2 separate regions of the Zea mays genome follow, and region 1 is linked to region 2. The links are chromatin contacts, called in public Hi-C maps. All regions are on one chromosome and are shown on one strand. The core of a region is the stretch at or near the end of the contact, and the rest is flanking DNA. Distances in the headings are between cores, read along the strand shown. Region 1 holds the start of LOC103639369. Region 2 holds the start of LOC100193815.

The links. A called contact is a pair of places that touch in the nucleus more often than the background predicts.
Region 1: a contact with region 2 is called in a Hi-C map of tassel, with 2.2 times the contacts expected there. The contact joins the promoter of LOC103639369 here to the promoter of LOC100193815 in region 2. A contact is called at or near these places in 3 of 25 Hi-C or Micro-C datasets (ear, tassel and an unstated tissue).

Annotation. Positions count from the first base shown.
Region 1 is chr9:149,078,724-149,084,553 of Zm-B73-REFERENCE-NAM-5.0, reverse strand. LOC103639369 reads right to left here and starts at 3,524. Exons shown (of 1, transcript XM_008662124.3): 1 at 2,248-3,524. The coding sequence starts at 3,433. The coding sequence ends at 2,456.
Region 2 is chr9:148,882,842-148,889,003 of Zm-B73-REFERENCE-NAM-5.0, reverse strand. LOC100193815 reads right to left here and starts at 2,211. Exons shown (of 2, transcript NM_001138898.1): 1 at 1,643-2,211; 2 at 93-860. The coding sequence starts at 2,029. The coding sequence ends at 450.

The sequences.
Region 1 (5,830 bases), core at 2,275-4,774, 190 kb before region 2:
TTTGTTCTACTACTTAATTGGGTTTGGTATTTACTTATACTTAGTAATTGCTAATAAAATTTTGACCAACTTTAAAAGCAATGCTCAGCTTCAACCATCCCCTTTGGTAAGCCTTACACTTCACATGAGCTTCCACCTTTGGCGAGTTCATGCACATTATTCCCCACAACTTGTTGAGCTATGAACGTATGTGAGCTCACTCTTGCTGTCTCACACCCCCCCCCACAGGTTAAGAACAAGTACCGCAGGATGATGCACATGGAGGATGCTGCGATGTGTTCGTGAGTGGTCTAGGCCGTCGTCTCCCAGTCAACTTTGGGTTGCTGGACCGTTGTCTCCTTATAATGTAATTATTTATTTTGTATAGAACTCATGTTATATAGTAAAGATGTGACATTCGATCATGTGCCATGATTCATCATATGTGTGAGACTTGGTCCCAGCACACCTGGTGATTATGTTCGCGCCCGGGTCTTGGTGCCCCAAAACCCGGGTGTGACAAGTTCAAACCTCTCTCTATATTGTGTGTGTGTTTACAACCATGTTGACACCTGATCTAGTGGTCTTAGGCATATATCCCTCTCTTTCACTGATTTTCTCTAGTATAGTGGTGTCATATACCGAAGGCATACTCCTATGTCCTTTATGTCCTGCATGTGATTCGGGTTTCATGCTTAAGTTAGAATAACTCGTGTCTAGTGATGAGACAAGATCCAATTCTAAGATGTATTGGGTCTAATTGCTATCTACAAACATGTTCGGTAGTGAAGATAAATAATATATATTAGTTACGCCTCTTAAAATGCTAAGGAGACCTAATACTTCATATCAATCAACAATAATTTATTTATTTACTATACCTTCATAATCCATAATTTGATATTGTTTTTTAACCAGAACAAAAAATATTTGGTCTTCATCAAATTTTATAAATTGATTTTATTTAATAAATATCAATGCAAAGGCATGAACACAATAAAAAACTATATAAGGTTATAAAAATGTCATAAAATCATTTTTTGTTGTCTAAATTGACAACAATTTAACTAAAACTTAAAGGTTTACAAAAATGTTAAATCAGTTACATTGTTAGTGAAAAATTTGTTAATAAAAAATAATTTTTTTTGTTGTGACATTTTTCGAGTAAAAAAGGTGTTAAACATAACCTTTAGATCCTTCTGTACAAGATTATTCTTCGGTGTCAATATATTTGTGGTGAATTTTCTAGGGTTCTTGGACCAAGTCCCCAATAAAACCCCATTCAAATATTAATTTCTAGAATTCAAAATAAACCCTTCAGTCTTCCATATTCCATGGGAACCAATACAACTAAGGTGAATTAACCGTGAAATTTTAGAGCAAGTTCAAATGAAATTCAAGTAAGTTATTTTTAAACAAAATCATATAGAAAAACAAATTTATCATCTATCATCACAATGGGCTGAAACTTACTAGGCCTATTTTGATTTTTTTTTCTTTAAAGGCAAGCTTCGCTTCTAGACCTCTTTGCTTTCTCCACCTCAGCCGATGATGGCCCAGTGCCTCCTTCCCTTTCCCTTTTACTGTAGTCTGCAGCCTGCCCTATTTTTCTCCCTCTCAATCCGATAAAATTAGATAAGTTTTGAGCGTATTTATTCTGATAGTATATTTATCTTAGATTATAGATATTAATATATTTTCCTATAAATAGATTTGAGTTAGGACAAGACAAAAACTATTTACAATATGAAATGGAATGAGTAATAATTTTGTGGTAATTTTTTTTGCCTTTTCGATAAAAAGGTTCCGGCTTTTAGGTGTAAGGGGTGGAAGGGAAAAGCTCATCACCAGGGAGAACAGGAGAAGAAGCCACACGAAGACCACCAGGATCAAAATATGTGGTTCAAAAATCCAATGTTTTCATTCCTCCAAACACTTTTTAGATAATAAAACTGTTGGCACATTTTTCGGGCGTCAAACACTAAGAACCGGCGGCAGTGCTCTTTGTTTAGGCGTGGACGGTACGAAGCCAGGGGCCGGACGGTCCGTGACCTGGCGTAAAGCTAGAGTTCCTTGACTGACGACCGGACGGTCCGTGCCTGCAGGCCGGACTGTCCGTGCATGCGCAGGGGCGGCGGAAGTTGCCGGCGGTGCTTGAATCTTGCTCCGAGAGGGACCCCGTCGGAAAGGAGAGATCCTATAAGATGCCTAGAGCGCGCGGATCGGGCCGGACGGTCCGGCGCTCAGTTTGGTGCTCAACTGAAACACTAGTGTAACATAGATGACTTTGTTTTTTTAGCTGAGCTTTCTAACAAACAATTTGCAGTCTCAAGATTAGACTACAACGACAATACCCCACTGACATCACCAAACAAGAACCACCCCCAAACACAATACATCTACCGGCTTCTTGTGCCGGAGATAATAACAAGAGTTTAGCACACCACAACCGTTTGCACGCTGGCATGTCTCGAACTCAGAGGCCCAGACCCATGGCGACGGCAACGCTGAGACCCAAAGCAACCGAGTTCCCCACCAGGCTGCATCCATGCTTGAGCGCCCCACTGTCGTACGGGCTGTTGTCCACCAGCGGCTGGTTGCCGAATCCGAACGTCTGCCCCACATCCTGCACGGTCTGTCCCTGCCCCGCGGCGGCGGCGGCGGCGCCACCGAACTGATCGGCTTCCTGAGGTAGCGGCGCCAGTGGCAACGACTCGGGCTGCGGCAAAGGCGCCGCAAGCGGTGCCTCGGGTTGCGCCGCGCCGCCAGCACCAACACCGACTCCGACTCCGACGCCGTTGCCGTAAGCGTCTCCCTGTCCAAACGGCAGGTCGCTGCTCCCGTGGCCTATCGGTTCGGCGAACGGGGGCAGAGCGGAGGCGAGGCCGGGCGAGCCGGGCATCCCGCAGCGCTGCGCGGCGCGCGGCTCGTCGCTGGCCTTCCACGCCAGCTCGCCGCCCTTGTCGAGGATGCGCATGTCGCCCTGGTCCACCAGCTGCAGCGTCTGCAGGAAGTTCTGGTCGTCGGACTGCGCGTCGTGGGTGTGCCACACCGAGGTGCTCCCGTCGAACACCTCCAGGCCGTTCCACGAGAACACGAGCGCGCACGTGTTCACGGTGCTCACGGCCATGCACTCCGACTCCCACACGCTCCGGCCCTCGGCGCCCGGCGCCGTCGTGTCGAGCACCTCGACGTAGCAGAAGTCGGCGCCCAGGCCTCCGGCGCCCGGCTCGGTCTGGCTGCGCATGAAGTACGCCGCGTACTTCCCCGACGGCGACGTCAGGAACAGCACGGGGTTCTCGTCCCAGTGCGGCGGGATGCTCGCCAGGATCTGCTGCTTGGTCACGCGCCGTATCGTGCCGGCCGGGGCCGTCGCCGTGGCGTGGCACGGGAGCAGAAAGGCTAACGCGAGACACACGACAACCTGCGGCGGAACGCTGAGCTGCATCTGCATGGCTGCTGGTTTGGGTCTCGCCACTCGCGGCGTGTGCCTGTGCGCTGCTCTCTGCAGGTGGAGCTGGAAGGGCTCTGTGTGTTTTGTGCTTGTGCATGGACTGGCGACCTGGCGTGTCATTTATATAGACATATAGTTAGAGATACCGATGGAGTGGTAGAGCGTGATGATGGTGTAAAGGCAACGTTGAGTGGTTGACGATACCGGCTCCAATGTTCCATTAGGAGATTAGGAAAGAAAGCGAGCACAGGACTTTGCTAGGGGATTTGTTATGCTATTGGGGTTGACCGGCGTGCGACGTGCATCAGCTGGTCGATGAGGATTATGAGCCATACACATTGATTTGAATCGATTGAACACAGGATCAGGCTGAGCATTTCAGTGTTTGCTCTTGATGCAACGCAGAGTATGTCGTGCTGGTCAACTTCACTTGAAGTTGTTTATCCTTCAACTTAGCTAATCCACCGATAGTTCAAATTCGATTTATCATGTCGAAAAGCGCACGTTAAAGTCTGAACAGCCTGCTCATTTTTTTTTATTTCTGTTCGAGGCAACAAAATAAGAACCATCGAGCAACTTTGATTCTCCAAGGCCCATGTAACATTGGTAGTTTTAGTGGTCTTGGGCTGGAGGAATATTGAAACCCTTCCGGTTCTTTGCGATAGCAGTTTCGGCCACTTTAAATGTTTGCGTCCCAGCGATGAGCCCAGGGCCCGGCCTAGACAGGAATAAAATCATTTCTTTCCTGTACAAAATAAGCAGAAGAATTTTTTTACTACACCAATATAGAAATAAAAGCGCACTTCCTGTATATTTCACATACATGAGTTTGTTATTGTTGTTTAGGCAATAAGTAATTTTACCATTGTTTGACTACAGAAATATAAATTATCTCTTATGTTTTTTTTAATTTACTAGTTAGTTATACAATATTCTTGTTAAAATAACATAAAAATTAAGGCAACTAAAATATAGCAAGAGCATCTCCAACAATGCCTCAAACTCGTGCCTCAAATTGAAATATAGGGTTCTATATAGAAAAAACTACTCCAACGGTACGTTATTTTATAAATTTTGGTCCAAAAATTATAGGACACACTCAAGTGTCTCAAATATAATCTAAATTTAGGGCTTTATCATTGGAGTAGAATATTTTGTTGTTATCCTAAATTCAATAAAATTTACTCATTTTTAAATTATAGAGCGTTTTTTAGGCCACGCTATTGGAGATGCTCTAATAACTCTCAAAAAAACGATGTTTACATGGTGCGCCATGCCAAGCATGTGGAGCAAGTGAGGTATGATATAGATATACCGCCACTAATGCCCTGTTTGGGACAACTCTTGCTCCAGAAAAATTGGTGAAGTTGGTGAAACAAATCATTAGATGCTCCAGAAAATCGTGGAGCTAAAGATGTAAGCCTTTAGAAGAAATTTAGATAACTTATTTTACTTATTACTTAAATTAAAAATATTTTTAAATTTATTTAAATTGATATAATAAACTATAGCTCTACTTGAGCTGGAACCTAGGGCCATCCCAAACACTTCCTAAGATGACCTAAGACTAAGAGCATCTCAAAGAATTCTAAAAACCAACTCCAATCTTGATTTTTTGGTAACATGGAATAAAACCTCTGTGCAACTCTCAGTTTTTCAGCAATTAGGAAAATTGGTCCAACTGCACATAAATATACGCATGCTAATACAAATACACAATAGATAGATAAAGTATAAAAAACCTAAGATGATGTGAAAACAGTCCAAAATTCTATTAGAAGTGAGATATGGAAATTAGTTTAACAAATATAGTTTTTAGCGACTTGAAAAACTCATTAACTACCAAGATTAGAGTATCTCCAATAGTTACTAAAAGGCTAAATTTTAGTTACCTCTGTTTGGATCAACGGACTAAAACAGTTACAGAGTATTATACCATCTGATTAGTTAGGTGAGTGAATTTGGCCTGGCTGGTGCTAACTTGGCCCGCTGGGAACGGAACGTGCTCTGCGTATCTACGCATACAACAAGAGAGATGTTTTTGAACTGCACTTGCAGCTGCGGGTGCAGCTTTGGCTGAGCTTACACAGGCAACCAAACAAGAGCTGTGGCATAGTCAACGCACGCGAAGAGTCTGGATGGGCAGGCACAGACAACCAATCATGCTGATAGTAATTTATGCTGACACCAAGACAAAAAAATATCCTCATATAATTAAAGTTGCATGCTCGGCCCCATCCCATGCATGGCTGCATGTATGCCCGGTCGAGGTGGGCTAAGGCTGCCTCCAGCAAGGGCCTGTATACGGTTCTGAACTCTAAATATAGAGATTTAGAGGATCCTTTTTGTGTCCAGCAGCAGCCTGTAAAGCGTACTCTAAAATAGAGGAGCACTGGA
Region 2 (6,162 bases), core at 962-3,461:
TCAGTGTGGATGCATTCTGACTATGAAAACAGGAAACGATATTAGTGATAGATTCTCAGTGTATAGAAACCATACCAACAAGCAGATCAGTTCTCTTAATAAAAATCTTGCAATTAATGGAACGGTGACAAAGGTAATAATGTTACTAATACATGTCAATTCTAGTACTACTCTCGATGCCCCAGCTAGCACTCTTGTTTTGTCATGGAGAAAATATAATCAAACTGGAGCATATATGAAAGTGGTGGGGCGCCATTGCACCCCAGCTGGTTAACAACAAGATGGATACGCGAAAACCCGGCCAATGCTGCTTACCTACTCGGCTACTCCTGCTGGCCATCGCCCGTCACCGACCCCTATCTCCCTCGCCACTGCCGCGCGCGCGCCAAACTCCCTCACCTCGTTCTCCGATCCACGGTGTTTGATCGTTCTACCACCCTTCATCCAGCTCATCTCGAGTGCGGCGGCGGCGGCTCGAGCTTGACGCCGCCTGAGCGGTGGCGGTCCAGGAGCTCCCTCGCCAGCGACTGCAGGTCCCCGCTGCCGCCGCCTGAGCTCTCTGCGGCCATGCCGCCGCCCGGCCTGACGGGCGCGCCATACGGCGCCGGTTGCCGGAGCTGGTGCTGCTGCAGCTGTTGGTGGTGGTGGTGCGGCTGGTGGACCGCCCACTGCGGCGGCGGGTCGAAGAGCGTGGACAGGTCGACGGTGGTGGGGACGCTGGTCGACGACGGAAGGTCGGCGATGGAGAACGGGCCTGGCATCGGCATCTGCGGCGGGGCCGGCAGCGGAGGCGGGGACGGCAGCTCCAGCGTCGCGAGGTGCGCTTGCAGGTAGGTCAGCTCGGCCTGGAGATTCACCACCTGGGGATCCAAAGGCCGGACGTACGTGACATTATTCATGCACCAACAGTAAATTGTTACGTGCAAACTTGCAACCACCGAAGCATGTAATTTAATATGGAAAAAAAAGACACATCAGACGGATGCAAATATGCGATCGAAATGAAAGGTGTGTCAAAGGTCGATCCCAGGCGTCCACGATTGGCAAAAAAGAAAGAATGAAAGAATGCAAGCTTGGATCAGATTGGTGCAGGTGCTATTCTTTTCCACTTCTTGGAAGGTTTTTGTTGTGCAGAGACCACGGAGGAAGGGATCCGAGATCGACGGCCCGGATATATAGATGCGACGGATGGGAGGTGCATATCAATCACCGCGGGGCCGGCGGGCGCAGGCAGCTGGCCTCCCGGATTAGCGCTTGGCGTGCTTCTTTTTGCGCTGCCGTTGCTTGGCTTGGCAGTGTTGATTTCCTCATGAAAGGGGGTGGGGTGAGGGGACTTGAGACTTGCCTTCCTCGAGAAAGAAACGCGCCGCTCCGGAATCTTATCTCAGAGAGACGGCGGCGGATTCAGAAAAGACCCAGATCCACACGCGAATACGAAGGCGAGATCATGCAGGCCTGGCATAGCTAAGTAGGCATCCATGGCCGATCGATCCATGCATGCATGCCAAGCTAGTTTTGCGAGCTGGTAGTATAAGGCATCCGTGGATGGATGGATGGATGGATCGAATCCAATACTACTAGAACGAACCTAGCAGCTGCTAGCTAGCTAGTATAGTAATAGTATTACTACGTTCATACGTACCTGCTGCTGGAGCGCGAAGATGTGTGCGACGCAGCCGTAGACGGGGTCACGGAGCCGCGCCTGGGCCTCGTAGCAGATGGTGACGACGGCGTCGAGGCGCTTGTGCGGCGGGATCTGGAGCAGCAGCTTGGACACGTTGCTGGCGCCGAACACCTTGTGCACGGCCGCGAAGTGCGCCGCGCCCTGCTCCGAGTCGAAGTAGGGCGCGAAGATGCAGCCGCTGACGCACTTGCGCCGGAGGAACTTGCACGCGCCGCAGGGCCCGCCGGCGCCGCCGCCGCCGCCGCCGCCGATTACTCCAGCTCCAGAGCCTCCGCTGCCGCTGCCGCTGCCGCTCGGGCCCCCACCGCCGAGCGTGCTGGCGCCGGCGCCGCCTCCAGCGCTCATTGCCCCTCAGGTGCGCCGGCGCTAGCTGCCCTGGAGGACGGACGACTACCTTTTTTATCTATCTCGATCCTTTTCCCTCCGTGGCACTGCGACCCTGCTGTGGTCCAGTGGCCGGGGGTTGGGCTTATACTAGTTATAGGCCGGGATAAACAATGGCGAGGGCAACTGGGGAAGGGAAGGCAAGGCAGAGAGAGAGGGAGCGAGAGAGGGGAGGGGAGGAGGAGGAGGAAGAATGGGGAAGGGCAACGAGCCCTGATAATATAGATAGAAGCGGAGCGAGGGCATATCTGTAAACATGGAAAAAGACTCTCTCTCTCTCTCTCTATCTGGTGTTTGTCACAGCTACATTTCCGTTTAATTTTCTCCCCGTTTCTCTTTTTATCAGTTGCTTCTTCCATATAAGCATATATTCTCCTCGAAGTGGCTCTACAACAAGCCAGGCTTAATTTACATATATGTAGCCGCGCGCCTTGTTTTCGTGGTATATTGATATATGATAAGACTTTAAAGGCACGGCATGGAGGAAGAAGCGCGCAGCTAGCTAGCTGCTGCAGCCGCTTCTGGTACCACCACCACCCTCGATCTCTCTTTCCCTTTCTGCATCTTTCGCTCTCTCAACAGGGCTAGCTAGCTAGAGGATTGCGTGAAGCAAACACGTATGCTCGCGAGAGCTAGCGAGCACCTCTCTATCGATCGATCGTCCAACGCGCACGAAGAGAAGCTACTGCTACGTACTACTAGAGCCGGCAGCAATTATTTTATTAACCTCACTGTCTAGCTAGAAGAAAGAAAAAACATTCATTCTGGATGACTATACTGACTCGGTGTGCATGCGATGGGCCGGGCCGGCTCCTGCTCGCGGTCGCTAACCACGAGCGACCGCGCCTCCTCCTGCTGCTGCCGAGCCGAGGCCCGAGGGGTCTCTCTCACACACATTCCGCTGCATGCAATGCAACTAACAGTGTCTAGTCCTCCCACGTGATCCTTACATGACATCCCTTTCCCACACTCCACGCACGCCATATGTGTGCGCTTTTATTGCGCGCGCGCCCACCGGCCACCGATCGACGGACGGATCGAGCTCTCGCTGGCCGCGCGCGCTCCTGCTGCTCCCCGTCCGCCGCTGGGCCATGAGATTGCGATGCGGCCTGGTAGCTACTAGCTAGCATGGCAGTGGCAGTGGCAGCCGGCAGCCCGGGCGGGCGCGCTTGACGTTTCGGTCAAAGACTTGGCCGCCGCCCGGCACGCACGCAGTCGGTCGGGCACTGTTCGCTCGTTCCGCCCCGCCACGCACGTAGGAGAGTATAGGACTGATCTGATCGCTCGATGCTGCTGCATGCCGGACGACCTGCTGCTAGTGCTAGGCTAGCTGCATCGACCTGCACTGCACCACACGGAGGCTAGCAACGAAAGTACGTACGTACGTCCGCCACGTCCGACTGTAATGTCAGCCGTCGCCTGTGTCACAAGATCTGTTTTTTTTTTTCATTTCCCTTTCTTTGTTTATCTTTGTATCTACGACGACGTTGCAGGCTGGTGATGAACACGGAAAATTAAATGGTCATATATATTACTGATGGTCCGAACGTGTCGTCGTATATCTGATGCAAATATACTTAAGAGATGTGTATACGCATATATATACGCGCATATCGTTGTCTTTCGGCAGGTGTCTTCGCGTATACATATATATGTACGCAGACAAGCTTTTCCGGTCCCCGGCCCTTTTCCCCTCTGATGCATATCCATATAGTACATACCAACGCAATGAAAAGAACGTGGTGACCACGCGCTCCGACGATCTCACACACCCCCGTTGGCCGTTTCACCCTTTCTCGTTCCACAAAGCCGTAGATTCCGAGGACGCTATAGCGCCCAAAACGACCGCCGTCGATCGATGCGTGCTGCATCACGCAGACGCAGGCAGCCAGGAAGTTTAAGCGCGTCGTACGTCGGCACTTCGGGCGGTTTTCCTACGTACAAACCCTGCGAGACACGGATCTCAGAGCGAGCCAGGTCGGTCTACAGTCTACTACCTGGCATGCATGCATCTTCCGCATCTTCTCTTGGACGGACAAATTAAAAGCACGGAAGAGCTCAGCAGCTTTACACCCAAAGACTTAGGCTCTGTTCGTTTCCGTCGGATTGGTGGATCGGAACGATTCCTAGCCGGATCACTTCTCTAATTTATATAAACTTTGATGAGCTGGAACGATTCCGGGTGTAATCCGACGTAAACGAACAAGGCCTTAGGAAGAACAAAACTGTGTGGATGCGCCGGCCGAAACGGAAAACGTTTCGTGAGCACTGTGTCGACAAGCAACCGCGCGCGTCAACGGTAATCTCTCGCTCGCTGCTACTCGCCGCCTACTATATGGCGTGGGCTCGTCATCAAGCAAGACCTGCAGAGACGCGTGGTCACGCGAGCTAGATCGCGTGGTCGATGCATGCATGAGCTAGCTCATGGCACACTCAAATTAAAACAGCTGCTGACGAATCACGCAAGTAATAAATAAAGCTACTAGTAGCTAATATAATTAACGACGACTCAAGCATTCGGTCGGTCTATAGCCACTGCACGACGTTGCTCTCTTTGTATATATACATACATGTACAAAAAACAGTGTATATATGTCGCGTCGTCTGCCTATTATTTGCACTATTTTTATTTACGCGGGACGAGAGAAAAAAAATGCTGCGCTCGCGCGCGGCGGATCGGACGTACGACACTGCTGCCTGTGCTGATCCTGCTTCCGGTTCCGGTCGTCCTAGACCATGCATGGAGAAAGAAACTGCAGGAAACGACGGAACGACACGGCTAGCTAGCAGCCTCCACGAAAACAGGGAGCGATGATAGATGCTCGTAAAGGCTGCTGCCAGCTTGTAACGTTTGCTCTCTCTCGTTCGTTCGTCTGCAGGCCGGCCTCGACAATCCATGTGATGTCAGGTGCTACCTTAGAACAGGGGGGGTACTCGCGGCCAAAATGTCGTTTATGTGTGTATGTGTAGATGTAGTGGCGGCCGGCCGGAGTAAATTGTCACCAGCAAATATAATGAAGATCGATCGATCGACCTGCCATTTATACAAGGAACAATTGGATCTATACCATTAAAAGATCCAAACTTTAGATATATACCATGAACCCCACATGTCATTGACTCATGTGGACCCACATGTAAGTGAGATAGTAATGGTATGGATCCAAAGTGGTGATCTTTTAATGGTATGGATCCAAATTTCCCTTTATACAATATCCAAAGTACTCAATTAATTACTACTACTACGAAATCTCACCTACAGTAAGTAATTACGACAATCTCTTTTTTTTTTTTTTTTTGCAGACCCGCGTTTGTTACCCTGTCCTTTCACTCATAAGTATCGCTCGCTTCCATTTGCTTCCATTGAGGTATAGGCCACCACGCGGGGTACGCAGAGAGCTGACACGTCCACTTGATTGCGTGACGAGGAGAGGTACCTAGCTAGCTAGCTAGACACCTAGGGATGACCATGTCCATAATGGGCAAGTCAAGTCAATGAAGTTCTAACATGTACTACTGGTGACTGAGCAGTGACTTCGAGGGCCGGGGTCATTTCAGTTTTCATAATTCATGCTCCTCCTCTATCGAAATACATGTGCATTTTTATTATCCAAGAGTATTTTTAAAAAATTTAACTAAAAATTAACTAACTGTATTGTTTTTTTATATTCACTATATGTAATAACTGTTTGTTATATAGATTATAGAATATATTCCTATAATAAACTTATTTGGAGGCACACGTATCGACAATGTTTTTATGTAAATGGTTGATTTTTTTAAAAAAACTATAGCTGCTACATGCATATATATATTTAATTGACCGTGTAGCCCGTTTAATGATCTATTTAGCATGAGTAATGGCTAAAGTGTAGGTGACCGAACTGCTTACCGTTTACCGTTTAGAAATATATTTTTTTAATTACAGTTATTAGAAACAAAATTGGGTTCTTTAAGAACAAATCATAATTTTAAATTTGTGCCGCCTGCAGGGCATCTTCCCCAGGTGCAGAAACAAACTGGATCTATCATGTATCACTGAAGTCTTAATAGATGCATGTATCAATAATGTAACTCAGGTCCAACTGTCACGT